Regions from separate parts of the Pan troglodytes genome. Here region 1 is linked to region 2. A link is a contact called in public Hi-C data. All regions are on one chromosome and are shown on one strand. The core of a region is the stretch at or near the end of the contact, and the rest is flanking DNA. Distances in the headings are between cores, read along the strand shown.

Region 1 (2,700 bases), core at 144-2,643, 190 kb after region 2:
TGCACCCCGGCACACAGTGAGCTCGAGGGCACAGATTCTACCATAATCAGCTCTTCGGCACCACTGAAGGGAGGATCTCAACAAATGTTTGCTGAAAAAGAATGAAAAGCTGATAGAGGAAGGCACAGACAGGTTAATGGTTACCTTCGGGTGGGAGGTTAAGGGCTTCCCCCGACCCCATCTCTCTGTATTTCCTCTGCTTTCTCTAATAGAAACGTTCTTTTCATGAGGAAAACATTGTATTTTCCTGTTTTAAATCCCCTCAATAATTTCAGAAGGTATTGCAGAGGAAGAGTGAGCCTCTGACAGATAAATGCTCTTTTCTCTCGAGTGATCTGATGACAAAGTCATCCACAGAGACTGGTGTTTCCCACTGGTCATTTTGATCTTGGCCAGCCGGTTGTCATAAATAAAAGGGCCGTCCCTCGCAGCCCAGAAGACAGGCCATGGGTTGAATGCTTTTGTTCTTTTTCTGGGAGTGAGGGGTACTGTAGACTGAACCAGGCACGTGGGCTAGAGAGGAAAGAACGCTGGCTTCAAAGCTGGCCAGGCTCTACTCCTGGCGATGCCCCCACCAGCCGAGTGACCTAGGGCAGGCATACAGCCTCTCTGATCCTCCAGTTGCTCTTCTCCAAAGCAGTTCCCGGCAGAGCTGGGGGAGGATCGGGAGCGAAGGGGCCTTCCTCACCCAGTGGGGCTCAACAAAGATCAGTTCTTGTGCCGTCCTTCCTGGTTTGTGATCAGACCAGGCCAGGGAAAGCCGGCCCTGACGACTGCCTGCGGTGGGGAGCCAGGGAGGACAGGGCAGTGGGCGGGTGCAGCAGGCACAGCAGCCAGGACTCCCAGTGCCCGGGCCTGGGCCCATCCCCTTCACTGCATGGAGCACAGGTCAAGTGCCAAGTGTCCCGCGATGACCATTGATCACACAGCCCAAACAAGCCCGAGATTTGGTTTTATTTCTCCTCTGGAAATTTAAGGACAATAGCAGTCTCTTCCTTAGGAAACTTTGGAGTGGACCAAATCACATGTGCGTGGCACTTGATAAATAACAATGGCGCTACAAGGGAGTGTTTGATGTGCACCAGGGATTCTCAGCGTTTCAGTCCTCACTATAGACCTGCCAGCCCAATAGGAAACCGAGGTGGACAGCAGGGAGGGGAGTAACCTGTCCAAGGCCACATGGCTTAGTGGCTCAATTGGGAATGAGACCTGGTCTGACTTCAGAGCCTGAGCTCTGATCCCCTACTCTGTGAGTCTCTGGACGCGGCGGTGCTGCTTGTTTATTTTTGCAGCGGGGTGCTGTTGTTGCTGACACGTCTGTGCCCATGTAAGGCTGGGCCTGCTGCTTCTGCTGGAGCTGGCCCTTTAAGCCTCCCGGGTGTGGGGAGCCTGCCCTATGGTGCAACCCTGTTCCCTGGAGCTGGCGGCATTACTGCTACAGTAAGGAATGTCCCTGGGGAGATTTAGTGCCTGGTGATAGACATGTGGGCTTGATTTACCCCCGCACTGCTCCATTCAGCCCTAGGCAGGCAGTGCACCAGGGCAGAGTTGGTGAATAACTAGAGAAACCAGAGGGGTGCACAGGGTGCTGGGCGAGGGGGCACGGAGCCCGCAACTGAAGGGCGCTTTTCTGTGCCAGGCCTGTGATCTCAGCAACTACTCAAAACAAGCCTATCAGGTTACACATCCATTTTACAGAGGAGGAAACGGAGGCTCAGAGAGGTGAAGTCACCTGACCCAGGGAGTAGTCAAAAGAACTAAGGAAATCTTTGCTTACTGCAAGGAAGGGCCTCCTGGGACCATGGCATTTGTCTGAGCCTCTGGGACCAGGCCCTGGGGGCTCCAAGCCACTATCCCCAGCCCTGCCAATCTTCCTGTCACCAGAATCCAGACCCTTCTCACAGGGCTCTCAGCCCCCTGTTTCCAGTTAGTGAGAGACTCCCTTTATCAGCCTTGGCAAGGAGCCCTTCAGTCTGCCAAGCCCACCCTTGGGCCCTGGCAGGGTCTCCGGCAGGAATGGCTGGAGGGGCTTCCCTTTCTGTCTTCCATGCCGTCTGGGGACCTTCCCACCTCCTCCCCTTTGTCCTTGCTGTCTGCCATCTGCCACCCCCTCTGCCCATCCTTCCTGTCCTGCCCAGGCGCCGCCTCTGCACAAGGCCTTCCCTGACTGTGCGCTCAGGGCTCTCCTCTTCTCTCTGGCCTTAGTGCCTGGTGACTGCACAAGATGGAGAGCTCAGCTCTGGCCTCTGCGGTTTTGCCCTCCTTTCTGATCTCTCTCATCTGGCCACCTCCCCAGGAGATCTCAGGAAGATACCCTGCCAGGGCACCTTGAGAAGTCAGATGGTGCCATGGGCTCTTCCTCGCCTCCCAGCACCTGCCCAAAGCATCAGCCTGTGAGGACCTTAGCACCCCAGTGCCCTCAGCTTCAGCAGCTGAAGGAGGCTGCTGGGCCTGGAGGGGAGCAGAGCTGGGCCAGCCAAGGGTGCGCATTGTGTGGCTATGCAGCCTGGGTGTGTCACCGCCTGGTACGCCCAGATGTAAGATGAGTGGGCTGACCCAATTCCTTTAATTCCATCCCTCTAGGAGACTGAGGTTCAGTCTCCACACTGTGCTCATTAAGGCAGGAAGGAGGGAGCTGCTCATGGCCCACAGTGGCCTATGTTTTGGAGTTATTGAGCACAGATTGTGCCTGAGTTAGCC
Region 2 (2,700 bases), core at 151-2,650:
GGAGGGGAGAGGGCCGGCTCGCCCCTCCTTCTCGCGAAGGCAGAAAGGAAAAAAGCGGTGGGAAGCAGGGGTGAGCGCGGGGAGCGGGCAGCCCCAACCTGAACAGATTCCGCTTTCTCCTCCTCCCCCCACCCCGGGAAGCTCGAGCGGGGAGGTACGGACCGTCTCCTCTCGCACGGGCAGGACGACACCCTCCCTCCCCCCCTTTTTTCTGCCAACGTCTATCTCAACGCGCGCGCACATACGGAGATTGTGCGGCTTTTTTCCCCCTTGGGAGAAAAAACGGGGAGAGTAAAAGAAGAGAGGCCAAAGAGAAGAACTCCTCCTCGGCGAGCTCCGCACTCCGTGCCGCGGCCCGGCGCGGGGACGCCGCCGCCGCCCGCCCGCTCTCTCCCGGCCCTGCGGCGGGTGCCAGTGCGAGCGCGAGCGAGGGCACTGCACCCGGGGACGCTGCGAGACTTTTCGGCGCTCGAGCCGACCTCGCCGCCGCCGCGGCAGGCAGAAGAGACAGGGGCGAGAAGGGCCCTGCCTCCCCCTCGCCTTCCTCGCCCGGCGCCCCGCGCCCGGCCGGGCCGTGCAGGCAGGCGGAGGGAAGGAGGGAGGGAGGCTGCGAGGAGGCGGGCGGAGCAGAGGCCCCGGCGAAGCGCGCTGCGGCCGCCCGCCCGTGGATGCGGCGCCCAGGGAGCCTGGAGACAACTTTGCCGTGTGACGCGCCGGGAGGACTGCAAGGCCCGCGGCCGAGGGCTCGGCGCCGCCTGTGAGCGGGCCCGCGCGGCCGGCTCTCCCGGGCACCAAGCTTGCTCCGCGCCACTGCCCGCCGGCCCGCGGCGAGGACGACCTGCCCGTCTCCGCCGCCGGCGGCCCTTCCTGGCGCGAGGCAGTGAGGGCGAGGCGCTCAGGTGCGAGCGCGGGGCCCCGCCGCAGCGCCCGCCGCAGCGCCGCGCCAAGCCGCGCCCGGCTCCGCTCCGGGGGGCTCCAGCGCCTTCGCTTCCGTCTCAGCCAAGTTGCGTGGACCCGCTCTTTCGCCACCTTCCCCAGCCGCCGGCCGAACCGCCGCTCCCACTGCCGCTGCTTTCGCTTCACCCGAACCAGGGCTGCGGGGCCCCCGACGCGGAAAGGATGGGGAGAAGGCTGCAGATGCCGAGGCGCCCCGAGACGCCCGTGCGGCAGTGACCCGCGACCTCCGCCCCGCCCGGCGCGCCCCTCGGGCCCCCGGGGCCCTCGGCGCCCCTTCCCTGCCGCGCGGGAACCCCCGAGGCCCGGCCGGCCCCCTCCCCCTGTGAGCCGGCGGCAGCCCTCCCGGCGGGCGGGCGGGCGGAGGCCCGGGCGGGCGCGGGCGCGGGCGCGGGCGGGGGCGGGGCGGGGCGGCGCGCCCGGAGCCCGGAGCCCGGCCCTGCGCTCGGCTCGATTCGGCTCGCCTCCCGGCGGGCGCCCTCGTCGCCAGCGGCGCACCATGGACGGGCTGCCCGGTCGGGCGCTGGGGGCCGCCTGCCTTCTGCTGCTGGCGGTCGGCTGGCTGGGGCCTGAGGCCTGGGGCTCACCCACGCCCCCGCCGTCGCCTGCCGCGCCGCCGCCACCCCCGCCACCCGGAGCCCCGGGTGGCTCGCAGGACACCTGTACGTCGTGCGGCGGCTTCCGGCGGCCAGAGGAGCTCGGCCGAGTGGACGGCGACTTCCTGGAGGCGGTGAAGCGGCACATCTTGAGCCGCCTGCAGATGCGGGGCCGGCCCAACATCACGCACGCCGTGCCTAAGGCCGCCATGGTCACGGCCCTGCGCAAGCTGCACGCGGGCAAGGTGCGCGAGGACGGCCGCGTGGAGATCCCGCACCTCGACGGCCACGCCAGCCCGGGCGCCGACGGCCAGGAGCGCGTTTCCGAAATCATCAGCTTCGCCGAGACAGGTGGGTCCGGCCCTCCGGCTGTCTGCCGCGGTCCCCGCTCGCTCCCGCTCTCCCTTTCCTTGCTAGCTCCGGCTGCCGCCGCCGCCACCGCAGCCCGCGCGCCCTGGGGCAGCCTGGACTCCCGGCAGAGCTCCTTCGGCCGTGGCCCTGCGCGCTCCGCCCGGGTTGCAGTCCTCTTCCCCCAGGCCGCAGACCCTTGCCTGCTGCCTCAACCCCCCGCCGCCGAGCGCCTGGCCCTCCACCCCTGCTCTCCGGAATCGGGCCCCAGCGCCTCTGGGCGCGCGTCCCCCTCCCGGCAGATGCGCGCGGCCCTGGCTCTGCGGGCACTTGCTTGGTGATTGCTTAATGTTTTTGTTTCCCACGATCGGAGTGTAGGCTTAGCAGTGTGGATGGAGATGTGTGTGCTTGTTGATATACGTGGGCCGGAGGAGAGAGAGTGTGTGTGTATCTGTGTGTGTGTCTGTGTGTGTGTGTGCCTGCGTGAGAGGCCCCTGGGGCCGCTTCCATCACCGGCGGCGTGGGCTTGCCAGGATTGCTGAAGCCTCGCTGGGGAGAGCTAGGCAACCTCTCTTCCGATTGTGTGGGCACCGGAATCGGGCGGAAGGCAGGCTTCTCAACAGGTCCATCATTTACACAGAGAAAGCCGCGGCTCGGGGACAGCCCCGTGCCTTTCGGCTTGCCTGGCAGCTGCAGCAGACCCCTCGCCCGAGAGGCAGAGTCGTAGTTAACAAAGGGTATGGCTCCTTTCTGGAATCCGCCCCCCCCGGCCCCAGATTGCAAATTTCTAACACTGTCTAAA

What was found. A called contact is a pair of places that touch in the nucleus more often than the background predicts.
Region 1: a Hi-C map of induced pluripotent stem cells shows a contact between it and region 2, with 3 times the contacts expected there. The contact joins the enhancer-like site here to the promoter of INHBB in region 2. A contact is called at or near these places in 2 of 7 Hi-C or Micro-C datasets (both in induced pluripotent stem cells).

Annotation. Positions count from the first base shown.
Region 1 is chr13:21,221,913-21,224,612 of NHGRI_mPanTro3-v2.0_pri, forward strand. No RefSeq gene overlaps it. Among named protein-coding and RNA genes, the nearest start is that of INHBB, 190 kb to the left of the region's middle. Within about 2 kb of position 1,394, at least 3 of the 24 cell types and tissues checked have an H3K27ac peak or open chromatin away from gene starts, as enhancers often do. A contact at or near this core is called in induced pluripotent stem cells, where this site is marked.
Region 2 is chr13:21,027,742-21,030,441 of NHGRI_mPanTro3-v2.0_pri, forward strand. INHBB (inhibin subunit beta B) reads left to right here and starts at 1,401. Exons shown (of 2, transcript XM_016949618.3): 1 at 1,401-1,901. The coding sequence starts at 1,454.